Regions from separate parts of the Mus musculus genome. Here region 2 is linked to region 1. Evidence: chromatin contacts called from public Hi-C data. All regions are on one chromosome and are shown on one strand. The core of a region is the stretch at or near the end of the contact, and the rest is flanking DNA. Distances in the headings are between cores, read along the strand shown. Region 1 has its middle 9.0 kb from the start of Gm32783. Region 2 overlaps Foxp1 (forkhead box P1).

Region 1 (7,185 bases), core at 1,812-4,311:
CAGGGCACATTCCTCCTGCTTTGGGGTTAGTGCTTTTAAAAGCTGTTACCTTTTTCCTACCCTGAACATACACACACACACACACACACACACACACACACACACACACACACACACACACATCTTTCTGCTCTGAAATACCCAAGCTTGTCTTTGCATATGAATATCCCCTGCTCAGAGGCTTCTATTCTCAAAGACTCAGATAATACTCAAGTATCCCTCAGCATTCCTGAGCAGGGTGCCTGGGGCTGTGAAGATTTCAGTTTAGTTTGCCTGTGTCGTTATTACCTGTTTGCCTGTATTCCCTTGGCCTGGTGCAATGGCAGTCGCCATGGTGAGTTAGGGACATCAGCTGCTTCATGCTAAGCTCCTCGGTGCACCTGCCTACCTAAAGAAGAAAGCTACGGTGATGCATACGTAATTCTGAGTGTTCCCAGAAAGAGACGTGAGCAGAGCTGTTGGAGTTTCTCTAGATTTCCAAGCTGCTCAGTCACAAGCAGGTGAGTCTTGTACGCCATCATATGTTTAAGAGCTGTGTCTGTCATCATGCATTCAGTTCCAGTGGACTATCAATGTCCTGGGTGTGACATGATTATACAAGAGTCTTTAACTCACTAATCAATCACAGAAAATACACTTGACCAATAGACACATTTCTCATTTGTTAAGTATTTGAATATTTTGAATAATATTTGGCCCAGCATTGCCAACTATGGAGAGATAGTGAGCTATACTTTGGTTCCCTGGAACTAAGTACACATTGAAAAGCTGTGTGATCCTGGCTGGTTCAGTTAACCTCTCTGAGGCTCTACTTTCTTGTGTGTGAAATAAGAGATGACAATACAACCAAGGCATACACTATAATGAGAATACAAGGAGTTTCAGAAACACAGCGTGCATGAGAGTGAGGTCCTCCCTGCCCCTGGAAGGATGGGCAATTAGGATCCTCTCAGGTCAGTGCAAGCATACAGCATCCCCTTCACTACAACAACGGGGAAACAATACATTTTAGGATGATCATATAGTCTTCCCTACTTCTTCAACAATGGGACCGAAGGATGAAGTGACATGGCTTGAATGTTTGTCACATTCCACTGGAAGAGAAAAGAATCACAGAATTAACTAACCCGTGTGCTGCCAATAGAGCACCGATTACTGTTTGTCAAGAGTGTGGCTTTGGATCATTTCATTTGCAGATTCGTTCTGTATATGCTTTTCTTCCGTCAAACCAAAATAAGGGAAGAAAGACTAATGATTAAAATACAGGACTACAGAGTGATATTTAGATTACTGTGGTATCTGACTTTCATACAGTTCAACTGAAAATGTTTCCCCTGCATGGAAAAAAAGTAATGACTTAATAGGGACTGTAAAAAAAAAATCATTGAAAACTGAATTAAATCTCAGATTATTTGTCTTCTCGCTGAATTCAGGGTGTTTTTTTTTTAAGGCCTTTAATTAAAACCCTAAATTTGGTTTTCTCTTCCATCTTAAATAAGATTTTTTTTTTCTACTCTAAGAGTAAAATCATCTTTTTTATTAATGGATTGTTGAGACATTTCCACCATTCGTCCAACAGCTGAATAATAGGAAGAGGGATGTCACTGAACGTGTGCTGCTGGGATATCAACAAGTCCTGGGGCTGGGATGCTGAAAGAATCCCCACATCCATTTGACTGACCTCTGTGGCCAGCCTGCACAGAGCATCTCCATGGGCAGTTGTCTGTGACCACAGATGGATGCAGTGCAGAGACACAGTCCACACCAGCCTGCGGGAAGGTGGTTTATAGGAACACATTGTAGCAGGGAAGTCAAGCCGGGCTCTTCTAATGCAGCCAAATCAAAAAGCACTATAAATCTCCCTGGGAAACAAGTTTATAAACTCAAGTTATGTTTAAATAAACACTTGAAGTTGAAATGCTGGACAGAACCCCAGAATATGTCCAGTTTTTTTATTTTTATTTTTATTTTTTTTAACTCATCCTTTTCTTTTCTGGTGCTGCATTTAATTCTATGACAATTAACAGATTTCCCCCAATTTTCTTGAAACATAATGACAAAATTTCACAAAACGTGAACAGAACTCCCCGGGGTTTTTTTTTTTTTTAAACAACTAAGACGGCATTATTCCGACTAACTTCTAGTTTAGTATTTAAGTCTGCCATGCTTTGTGCCTGGCTTGCGTGGCTGTGGGTGTGGGTGTGTACACACGTGTGTGTATCGAGAATTTCTTGAAATATAGTGCAAAATCATTTGCAGACTCTTTATAGATCTCCTTTGGTTAAAATAATTTTTCCTGACTAAACTCTATTAATATTTAATCTGCTCCACATGCATGTGTGTCTGGTTCTCTTATTGACAAGGCTCATAAATTAGGGGCTGGTTCAGGGGAAAAAAAGAAAAAAAAAAAAAAGACTCACTACTTTGAGACCGTCCACAAGGCGGCAGTAGAGCATCACTTCCCCCCAGATGCCATGAATCTCTCCGAGTTCCTTTTCTAAACATTTGGATGCCATATCTGCCCGAATACTAGTAAAACCTACTCTGGCTTCAAATTTCTGTTTTGCCATTCAAATAGTTTTTATTAGTAAATGTAAGCTAGTCGCAATGGAACCGTTAATTAGTTTTTCCCTGCTCACAGAAGGAGGAACCTTTAAAGTTTGGGTGTCATGTATTGCTGTTTGTGCAGTGCCCCTTTCTTCTCCTCAGCCTTACCCTGGATCCTTAGGAAATTTTGATGAGATCCTGTTATCTGACCATGAAACTTCGATTCACACACACAACACACACACACACACACACACACACACACACACACTTCCTAGTTCTAAAGGTGTTATCCTGTGATTTTTTTTTCCCTCCTCGGCTCCCAGATAAAATGTAGCATTGGATGTTACTATTTGCTTAGCAGATGTGGCGACAGACTGTGGCTCCACTGGACACCGTACTTGAATAGTATGTCTTCATGGGTCAGAAAGAAATGTCACGAAGAGAACTGAGAGCTGCAGCAGAAGTTTGCAGGTAGATTTCCACCCACCAAGGGGCCCTCCACCTGCCTGGGCAGTGCACCCCTAACATGGTGTACACCTGAGTTTGTACTATGACCTCCTGTGTCAGACTACCCAAGTGTGCATCTGAATGCACGCCTCATACATGACAAAGAGATGGGAGGCCATAGAGCGCGGGCTGACCTTGGATCTTTCAACGACTTTCTGCTGCCAGTATCGTGGTGGCCCTGAGGACGAGACTGCCAGACTCTGATCTGACATAATATGTCATCCTGTCAAATGCACGCCATTCCTGGAATGAAACATAGGTATGGATACATGCATGGTAGAGAGACAGAGAGAAGACGGTTAGCAAAACAAATTCAAAATGCTATTCCGTAGAGCAGATCTGAGCCACAGTGTCTGCTGTCTGCTTTCTCAGGAAAACTGCAGGGAACATGGCTGGACCAAAAATGTCAGAATGGATTGGAGTGTTTTGCCAGTGGAGGCACAGCATATTTGCTTGTACACATGAGTACACATGTGCTTGCCACATCAAAGCAAATTATTTATGAAGTATCATCTGGCAAGACGCAAGGATCAGTGATAACGGCACACACATGCACACACGTGCACAGACGTCTCATTGTGCTGGGTAAAAATACCCAAAGCCTAACGCCTTCAGGACTGAAGATTGTTTTGCAGGCAATAAAAGACATTAAAGTTCTGAGTGATTTTAACAGTCAGAGGAACAGTGTCCTCCTTAAAATGTTCTAAATGGAAACATATATCATCTCTGCAGCACTTAATTTTTAAAGATGTATGTACCAGGAACTGCGCTAGGGAGGGAGGTGGGACATCTTTATTCCATCTCACAGTTCACACGCAGTGTTAGAGTCATGTAAAGACACGGGCTTTTTTGTGTGACCGAGAGCAGTGCTCACTGAAAGAACTTCACCACTGAATGCGACGTCAAGTGTAATGACACGATGCTTTTCCTTTAAGAAGAGCGCATTGATTTTAGACGCGCTGAAACTTCGGAGTTTCCGAAGTGTGTTTGGGTTAAGGTTATGTCGTCCTTGACAGCATTCAAAGAAAGGTTTGAATTGTTGAATAACCACCTTTCACCCATCCCTAATTGTAATTTAAATGACAATATGCTCTCAATCAATAGCTCTTTGTCACACTTTGAAGATCAAGGGATGAGATTTCACCCCGTGAGTTTACCAGGCAGAAAAAAAACCTTCTTGTTCATAACCCTAAAGAAGCATCAACTTTGGTACCTGCTTCCCTTCGCATCGCTTAGATGCAAGTCTAAAAGAAAACGATCCAAACTCTTTATTTTTCCCATTTTGCTCCCAGCCAGATATCATAATAAAAATATTGCCAATTAAAAAGACTGAATTATCTTCATGTTTAATGTCACCAGATTACCCTCAGCCATTGTAATGTAATAGCCAGTCTTCTCAACATTTGCTGTATCGGGGGCAATGTAGCAAGAGTTCTCGTGATTGCTTTTGGCTTGGTTTGGTTTTTATTTTTTGCTTTTTGGTTTTTGTTTTTATTATTTCTCCATGTCAGTCTTTGAGAGGGAAGCCCTGGATTCTGACATCAAGTTTACTATATGGACGCATGCTTGTCATGGAACTGGGGGGGGGGGGTCTCTTCCCTGGACTACTTTTCTACAAGCATCTTATGGCAATGGTAATAATGACACTTGTTACGTGATGCGTGCGTGTGATTTACTGAGCTAATCTTTATTTCCACAGAGCAAATGGAGCTCAGAGAGGGTGTGTCCGTCTCTCTTGTCTCAGTGCTAGAGAACAGAGCTTGGGTGGAGGGGATTCCGAGACTTCTCAGCATTCAACACACCTCGCCTTCTGACTGAATGGGACTGTCTCTTTTTCCCCAAGTCCCCTCCAGAAATTGTAATTCTGTCATTGTATCTTCATGCATGTTCTACGATAACACGAAACTGCATTCATCTCAGAGAACAGGCTTCGCACATATAAGCAGACACTTGGACCCTTTTTAATCTGTTCCTTATGAAGAAGTCATTCCCCCACTGCCGAGCACATGCGTAGTTTTGTTAGTTCATTTTAAGGATAATAGATTGACCTGGCTGGCCAAGCCGAGTTCTATTCAGGTAAAGGAGAAGTCACCTACGACAGAGCTCACAGTTAGTTTTGAGTACCCAGACTGCTAGGGCGGGAGATGAGCTTGAGTCTGACACAGACTTGTGGAGAGTCTCCAGGATGTGTTGTTTTGCTACCAGTAGCCAAAGCTAATGATGATAATGAAGCCTGGTAAAGCTAATGATAATCAAAGAGGCTGCTTGTGTGTTAATATTTGTGTCTTACTGGGCAAGAGACAGGGTTAGCCATTAATGTCTAGATGGGTTTTCTCCAGCTCATCCAGGGTGTCTGGCATTGATTCTAAAATATGAATTATTGGGAAATTTTACATGAAAATTTTGCTAAGCTTGCAAACAGAAATCCTTTGGAAACGTAGAGATTCTGGAAACAGTGTTTCCCAGAAGTTGGCTAGAGTATGTCACAGATGTCTTCTTTTGAAGACCAGGTTCAACTCCATATAACCACAATCTACATGCCAAATTCACGCTTAGACCAAAAAGCTTCCCCCGGAGAGAATCAGAATGGATTTGTGTTGTTGTGTGTGTGTGTGTGTTTTTTTTTTAATGTGTAGTGTTTGTGAGTGTAAGTGTTCTTTCTTGCGTGTGAAAGTATATCTATGCATACAGATCTGTGTGTATCCCTTTGGAGGTCAGAAGCCACACTCAGCTGCTACTCCTCAGGTTCTGTCCAGTTGTGTTTTGACAAAGAATGTTTCAATGACCTGGGGCTCACCAAACAGGCAGGCTGGTAAGTGAATCCAATGGTCCACACTTCTCCACCCCCACCCCACCCCCACCCCCACCATAGTATTGAGGTGACAAGTTCCTTCCACCATGCCTGGCTTTTTTAATGTGGGTTCTAGACATCAAACTAAGGTCCTTAAGCAAGGCAAGCTCTTAGCTGCTGAGCCATCTCTTTGACCTGAGATAGCTTGAATTGAAATGTTCACGTTGCAACTGTGACAGGGGCCAAGCCTGCTAGTGCCATTCAACACCTTGAGTTCCAGTGCTAACTAACCTGCTCTCCTCTCCCTGTGTCTTGTCCCCTTCCTCTCTAGTCAGCAAAGTGCACTTCTGTGAAGCTCGCTGGGGATCGCAATTGCCATTGAGCTGGGAACATTTGCTGGCTGCCACCTCCCCTCTCCCTGCTACCAGGAGCTACTGGTTGCTCTCTAAGGATGGAGTCCACCGTCACAGTAAGAACATCTAACTTCAACAACTTCAACTTTGCAGGATTGCCAGTGACGGCTGCCCCAAAAGGCGTGGGGGTTGGGGGTGGGGGGTATTCATCTCTGCAGTGCCAGTCACTCCACCTGCCATCGCATACTGGAAAGTAGTGAGGTGGGAGCTCTCAATCTGCTGTTCCCTCAGCCAGCCTTGGCTGGTTTGCTCTGCAAAGTCTGTTGTTTAAAGATATGTATTTAGCCATCATCATCATCATTAATAGTATCTGGATATAAAACATTTTCAATTTTAATGCCATCACAGAACTAGAAGTGGGAGAGATATTTTGCAGTTGCATAATAATTACTTTTGTGAACTTTCCATGATGGTTCCACCCATGCAAATGTTAAACAACGTTTCTCAGATGGGCTGTCTCTGGGAAGGAGAATGTCTGGGGACGCCCGTCTTGGAGCGTTTGTGCTTCATGCCTATAACTCAGGCCACCTTACTAATGACAGACAAACTCTAATTAAGGAGCAGTTAATGTTATGAGAGGGAGGGAGCCTGCATGAATGGGACCATGGTGGCTGTGAACTGTTACTGCACACAGCCATGACTATTGAAGACAATTAAGACAAAGGTGGTTGCTAACTGTCCTCTGGTCCCCAGAGCCCATAGGAGACATTGTGAATCCATCTTGTCTGCTAAATATGCAAGGGGAGTTGTCCACCAGTAATCCACCTTGAGAAATGTCTGTGAGTACACACCTTCCCACATGCAATTTCAAGGCAGGGCTGCCTGGATTCAGGTTCCTGGCTGGCACAAATCTGAGGGAGGTACAGTAAAGCAATCACAGTTTGCTGCTCCTTGAGGGACAATGGTCACATGTTCTGTGACAAT
Region 2 (7,185 bases), core at 2,020-4,519, 420 kb after region 1:
GTACACTACCAGCCCCCAGTGTCCAAGAACAGCAATCTGGGGCATAGTCTTGCTTGACCTTCAACAAGCAGGGGCGGTGTGGTAATCTGCCCTCCCAATGGTGCTAGAGAGCTGAGCATCACACACTTGCAAACCAAGTGCTGATAGTTCAGAGTAGAGGCCAGGGACAGGGCAGAGCAAGATGCCAACGGAGAAGAGCAAAGGCTGACCCCCTTTCCCCTCAGGCCTTAACAAGTGCCCAAATCTGGCCACTGTATTATTTAGCATCGGCTGGAGTTGGGAGGGTCAGGAAATTAGTGTAGAAAGATCCTAAATACAAAGGTTTGATCCTTCGAATGCTGAAAAGCCTGAGCATGGAAAGCCACAGATACCGTTCATAAAAATACACACTCTAAAACCCATGCTCTGAGAGGCCTCATTTCATTCACCGTCCTACAAACTACTCGTGGTTTACAAAGACTGAAAGAGAAGCTTGTCCATCTCTTGACTCAGACTCAAAGTCAATCCACGTGCTTGTATGGCCCTACAGCCTCTGCACCCGCTACTTATGCCCAGCTAATGTCTAAATGAATGCTATAAACATCTCTACCTCTCAGTTATGCTTGCTTCTGGAAAAGATCCCGAGAACAGCTTTTATCCACGCTTATGAATGACACTCAATAAATATTACCAAGAACTTCCACAGGCTTGGAAGCTGAACTAAACCACAGAGCTGCTGTCCTTGAAGCACTTACTGTCAAAAGCAGGCATAAAGCCTGGGCAGCTTCTCTGGGGTCTCACCCTAGATCCTGACTTCTCCTCCTAGCCTAAGAACATTATCCCGTCGCCCCCTGCCAGCTCTGTAAGGAAGTCCGGCAAGTCCTATGGAACCATTCAGCAGTTACGAACCCATCGTTTTGAAAGATCTGAGAGGAACTGGTGAACCCACACACAGAGACATGCCATTAGGTGTGCAAAGAATGTGACTCTTGCAGCTTTCCTATGGGGTTCAATAATACTTGGACCAGTTCTGCCCTTGACAGCAACAATGAAAAAACAGATCCTTCTAGTGCTGGCACGAGACTGGAAGACAGCAACGCAGGCCGAATTTTCTGGATGCTTTTGAATGTAGGTAGGAACTGGGAGTAAACACTGAGCCTGAAGAGAGGTTTACCAGGCTTGGCAAATGACACCGTGATTCACACCCACTGCTGGGCTGTCTCTAATAAGCCACAGAGGAAGCAGCCAATCTCAGCTAATTACCAGATAAAAATGTATTGTAAGGACTCTAATTAGGAGAAGCGGACGGAGGTGATCTAATGATTTAAATGGTGCATTCGACTGACCCCCGCCATGAATGTGCAGTGGTGCACAATGTCGCTGGAATATTTTGTAGAAACAGTAATTTTATTTCAGGGAGGGGAGACAGTAATATTTGTAATGATGGCTATGAGGTAAACTAATTAAAAGACAGTTCCTAGAGGAAAAGGGTGTCTGGGAACAGCTGCGGCCATTCCAAACCCAAGTGCCACGTCTCAATGGAAAAGCTTCAGTCAAGTGGAAAATTTCTGCCTGACCTCTGCCCTGGCTATTAATTTGCAGAAAAACTAATGACACATATACATATTCCCACAAAATTGTTCTAATTGCTAATTTGCCAAAGGAGCCTGGATTCTAAATTAAACATGACTGTAGCCTGTGAGGGAAGAACAAAAAAAAAAACAAAAAAAACTGGGAACTCCAAACAGGGAGCTTTGCCATCCAAGACCATCAGAAGTCCGGACCAACACGTTAATGAGACACAACCCTGGCAGCTGCTGTGCAAGTTCTTAACTTTTAACCGTCTGTCTGGCCATCACGTGTGTGCGTGCGCGTGTGTGTGTGTGCTCGAGCTTGCGTGTGTGTTTCACTCTCAAGGAGAAAAGGTTGAGTAGGGGGGCTACCAAGAAAGATTAAAAAAAAAATACTGTGTTCATATAAAGCCTGTTCTTACCAAGAAGGACTCTACCAAGAACATTGAAAACAGAATAATCATGAGCCCTACCACAAGCCTAGAAGAGCAAACTAGGGTGCTGCAGCGAATGACTCAGTCAGGAAAGAGCTTGCCTAAGGAGGAAGACCGGAGCTCTCACATCCTCAGCATTTCGGGAGTGATGGGTCCGTGCCCTATAATGCCAGCCATGGGAAGGCAAAGACAGGAGGACTCTCAGGGCTTTCTAAGCAAGATGGCCTAGCTAAACAGGCCCTCCGGGCTCAGTGAGAGATCGTGTCTCAAAAAATAAGGTGGGGAAATGATTGAAGAACACATGGGGCACTGACCTCGGATACACATGCCTGCGTGCCCGCACACGCACAGATAAAAGATCAAATCATTGGGAACAGTTTGGGGTAGGTTTCTTTTTTTCCCCTGTTACCTTGAAATATTTATCTTAATTGGAAATTATTGAATCTCTATACAGTCATCAATAAGAAAGGGAAGCCCCTCGATGGTTTATGTTTCTAAGTGTAAGTAAGGTTTTAGAAGAGCGCCCTGGGCATGGCGCAGGAAGGCATCCGACTGGGAGGGTTTCTCTCCCTAATGGAAAGCCCGTTTTTCTCATTGTGCTCATTTTCTATTTAGGAAGAGGTTGCTATGTTTAGAAAAGCTAGTAACGCAGATATTTTTCTCCATGGCAAGTTGCCACGGAGGGGATGATTTCAGCAAAGATAATCTCTTTCAAACTCTGGCCAGGAGCTAAATTCTTATGTCAGTTAAAGTTGCTGCAGGCTTTTAGACTGTAAGTAAAAATACAAACAACTGTGCTATCAAGCCTTTTCAACCTTAGTTTAGTTACTGAAGGACTTTCTTGGAAGCTTCTACCACTGAAACTATCCCAACTATCAGCAGCCCAATGTTACTTTGTTCTTTCTAAAAACAAAAATCAATCTTTAGTTCCTCCACAGCACATTTCCCTCCCGAGTAAGGACAGTGAGTCACTCACATTTTAAAAAATAATAAACAAACAAACCGCTGGTGTGAACCTCGAGACAGAAACTGACTTGCTAGGGAGTATTCCCACAAGAACTTTTTGTTTTGTTTTGTTTTTGTTTGTGCTCTTGCTTCTCATGAAAACAGATTCTGAGAACAAAAGAAAAACCTGAAACCAAAACAGCAGAGGCCAGCGGCACAGAAGGGACTGCAGGCTCGCAGAACTGGTTTCTCTGCTGTTGGCTGGATGGGCCAGAGAGGCTCAGGTCCTGCCCCCACCTGCAACGTTCAGAGACTGCAAGCTGCCTTTGTAGGCATGAATCACCAAGTTCAGACTCCAGGGACAGAGGGCAGGGCAGTGGGTGGCAGAGCAGAGGCCTTTGGAGAGGACTCTGTGCACTGACAGGGAGAGAGGCTTATTCTACAGACTCAGAGGGTGGCATTTCTGGCAGGGACAGGGACAACAAACCTGAGGTGAGGAAGGGGACTTAACAAAACCAGTCTATAAAACAGCTTTTGTGTGCTGCATGTGAGAGCTCCTCTTTATGACAGACAGGCTGCCATTACTGCTCCAAGGCTCCTGCAGCCCACACCTGATCACCCACCCCTTGAAGTTCATGGGATTTTTTTTTTTAAAAAGGGGGGTGGAGTAGAGGGAGCACTCTGTTTTGATAGGAGCTAAAAGCTATTTCAAAACAGTCCTAATTGCTAGAGTTGGAGTCTAGAAGGGAATGTACAGAGGGGAAAATCTCCAGCTGCATTTCACTCCAAAAGTGTATTATAAAGTTTTTCATAAAGCAGTCTCTTCTACCAGTGCTGTAGTTACTTGCCCACCAAATCGCAAAGAATGTGGTTTCTCCAGGCATGGGGAGTAGTTCTCACAAGTGCAGGACCCCCCCCCAGCACCCCTCCCCCCCAAAAAATGAACCTGAAGGTGCTCCCCGATTCCGAGTTATGAAGTGGAATTTCCACTGCACACTCCTAACAAACAGCATGACCAAATGTCTCTGTAAAAAGTCATCAGCCCCTTAATGAAGGCCTAGCATGTTTCCTTTGGTCGCTCTGTGTTGAGTTCTGTCCTCCCCCACCTACAGATCAATCTCAGCCAATCCTTCATGGAGTTAAGTATAGACAGTGTGCTGCTTGCCCTGGGAATGGAACTAGGTTTTGGAACAAAGGAATTGCAGGCTATTTTCTTCCCCCTTGCTGTTGCTTCGCTTTCCGTGGGAAACAGCAGAACTTTAAAATCTTAAACGACAACAAATTTGGCTTCTGTAAACACATGTCAACAACAGCCCTTTCTCTCTGGGCACTCTAGAACTTGCTAGATTCTAGCTAAGCAGGGCCTGGCTGAAATGGCAGTGGATTTCTGAGATTGATTATTCTTTCCACTCCTCTCCGCTGACCCTCACTGAACATGTCCTTCTTCCACTCCCATCCCTCGCTTTCCTTCCAGAGAGTCCAACCCAGCTTCTAGGTTTCAAATGACACGTCATTCCCCCAGGTCACATTTCCTAGTCGCATACAGCATTCTCTATACAGTAAACAGTCTGCATGTGTATGAGTATGTATGAGATACATGCATACACTTATCTGGTAGCTTATCCGCAAGACTCCCAACACCTCCCTGGCAAGTTAGGTCTTTCTCATTTGATCATGCTCGGTCTGTCATGGTGGCCAAGTAACTATCTCAGGACAGAAAGAATTGGTTTCTAAATTTAGGAGTTCCAATTCTGAGGGAAGAGGTGCAATGGCTGTCAGAAGACATGCTGCCCAAGGACCCAAGGCCTGGGATACTGTTCCCATTGGCCATATGCTTCCAGCTCATCGTGGGTTGAGCTCAAAGCCTCATCTATACCCTTGGGCACAGCCTTAAGAATGTGCACATCTTCTAACTATCCACATCTCAAGACACGGAAAATGCATCTCTGGGCTGACATAAGAACCATCTGAGAATGGATTGGCAGCTCTTGGAGGGGATGAACTGGGGGGCAGGGTGGACCACTGGATACGAGAGACTCTTGCCACCCAGATGGCACTCACTGAAGGGCCACAATTGCAGCAAAGCACTCTATCACTTAGTGACTAAGTTTTAAAATGAACACCAAGTTCCCTTTTAAAGAGGAATGGAAAAAGAGACAGCTTCATAAGCCCACTGGCAAGGACGTAACGTGGAAGTCCCCACCTATGGTGAGATGTGAAACTTGGGGACTATTTCTTTCAAACCACAGATTCTAGAATGATACTCATTCAAACGCTCACCAGCCGTTCCATTATTTAGGGAGGAATAAATTAATTACGGGCTGTAGGGAATATTTTGAATGTTAGGATCAGTCACCAGATAGCTCCCAGTCCCTACAGTTGAAAGCATCACAGGGTCTGAAATATGCATGGGCCTTTTTTTTTTCTTTTCTTTTCTTTTGGCAAGGAAGTGAAAATTTATGCAAAACATTACACGTCTATCTTTTATAATTAATTTTCCAATGCCTCACCTATACATATTTTAATAATTCCTGATTTCTAAGATGGTATCTATAATAAAATTTTCTATTTTCCAATAAATGAAAAGGAGGCAGGTTCACTCCGACAACAGAGTGTCACACAATATCTACGTGTCAGGCACCAATTTTTACTTCTTACATGTAAGTTAAAGGATAAGGAATTTATAATGCTGCCTGTGAGGAGAACCACTTTTCATACACAAATGTGATTTTTTTTCCAAAGGGTAATACAACAGTACATTTACATAAACTAATCCAAACAATCTATGTATTTGACAATGGCAAACCTCACACAGACGGCCTATTGTTGGTTTACATCTTGGAGTTCTTTATACTGGCTTGTAGCAGCGCTCTAGCTGTCAAAGGTTTGACTTAGACTCTAAATAAATGGTTATAGAAGTGCTGTGCAGCGATATTGGACTTCTTTGCAAAAGAAAACCTGCTGTGTGTGAATTCAAAAGCTATTAATTTTTCAGTCAAAAATATTCGTGCCTATTTCTTTTAATAAAGAAATACTGTGCTAAGCTACTAAGAGATAATGTTGACTAGTGGTAGAGAATTTTCAATAGAGCAGTTAAAAATAAATTTAGTAGGAGGTCCCCTCCAAAGTTATAATTTTCTAGAATGTAAAACATTTTTTTTCAATACTAATCAAGACAAACCTTCCTTCCCTGTTCATTCCCTCACCCCCGCTGCTTTTCTCTTGTTTATTGGCTACTTAGCAGGTCCACAGGGTGACAGATCATCAAGGGTCCTCTTGTGCCTGGGTGGGCTTACATAAATGGTGTTCCTAGCTAGTCCAAGGCCCATTACCCGCTGAGGATCCCAAGGGACTCTGTAGTTCCATCTTTCTATGTGGATTCCTCCTCGGCCTTGATCCCAAACAAGCCTATTACTCGAGTGTTCCATTCAATCATGACTCTATCATTGATGTCATTAATTCACGGAGGAAGATAGGAACAACCTCATGCTCTCCCTGATGCTAGGTGTGAGTGAAGATGCAGGCAGCCTCTTCCTCCTAGGGGGAGCACTTCACTAAAGCCCTGGAGGACTTCCAGAGAGGTCCAAGACAATCACTCCCCTTTGCCAATGGTCATGACTCTTTTAGAAGTCAGGCAAATCATTTCAGGGCAGCACTCGGGGCAGCTTGCTCAGCTGGGTCCATGTCTTCCCAGCGCTCTTCTGAAAAGAAGGGACAGGTGGGAACAGCTCCTAATGCTTTGCCCCATGCCCCGACCCCTGCTTCCTCTTTTGGTAGCTTAGTCATCTGGTCCTGCAGCCATTTACTGTGGAATACATGGTAGCTAAGATTCTTCCCCAGTAAAAATGGACGCATGGAGTGTTTAATGATTTTATGTCCTGTATCTCAGTAATGTGTTCTGCTTCAGACATTAATTCTGTCTGCCAACTGCATCTTGGCAGGCTACCATATTTACTGGGTTAATAGTCTGACTCCGTTTTATTTCTATCACCATGCATCATACATATAGGGGTGTGTGTTTGCTTTATTTATAGAAAAAAAAATCAGTCAAAACAGATAAACCAATACTTTGCCATTATGCTGCATCATTGCATGTTGATTAAAATTGCTGCTACTAACTATAGATTGTCAACGCTCAATTAATTTTCACACAGGAACTCCCTGCAAAATCAAATAAAGTCAGCGTACCTTTAAATTTTACAAATCTTAAAATCAGGAACCAAGGCATGGCCTCCGTTTTAAATAATCAGCTAAAG

Evidence for each region. Hi-C and Micro-C count contacts between places; a contact is called where the count stands out from the background.
Region 2: a Hi-C map of the AML12 cell line shows a contact between it and region 1, with 3 times the contacts expected there. The contact joins two enhancer-like sites. A contact is called at or near these places in 2 of 15 datasets of contacts at CTCF or cohesin (CD8 T cells and pro-B cells), 40 of 484 Hi-C or Micro-C datasets (3T3-L1-derived adipocytes, the AML12 cell line, the Ba/F3 cell line and 27 more) and 7 of 115 datasets of contacts at active chromatin or transcription factors (T-cell acute lymphoblastic leukemia, a beta-TC-6 cell line, differentiating embryonic stem cells and 4 more).

The regions. Positions count from the first base shown.
Region 1 is chr6:98,523,005-98,530,189 of GRCm38.p6, forward strand. No RefSeq gene overlaps it. Among named protein-coding and RNA genes, the nearest start is that of Gm32783, 9.0 kb to the left of the region's middle. Within about 2 kb of position 3,062, at least 7 of the 459 cell types and tissues checked have an H3K27ac peak or open chromatin away from gene starts, as enhancers often do. A contact at or near this core is called in the AML12 cell line, where this site is marked.
Region 2 is chr6:98,946,837-98,954,021 of GRCm38.p6, forward strand. All of the region lies in intron 12 of Foxp1 (forkhead box P1), which reads right to left. Among named protein-coding and RNA genes, the nearest start is that of Gm38865, 180 kb to the right of the region's middle. Within about 2 kb of position 3,270, at least 140 of the 459 cell types and tissues checked have an H3K27ac peak or open chromatin away from gene starts, as enhancers often do. A contact at or near this core is called in the AML12 cell line, where this site is marked.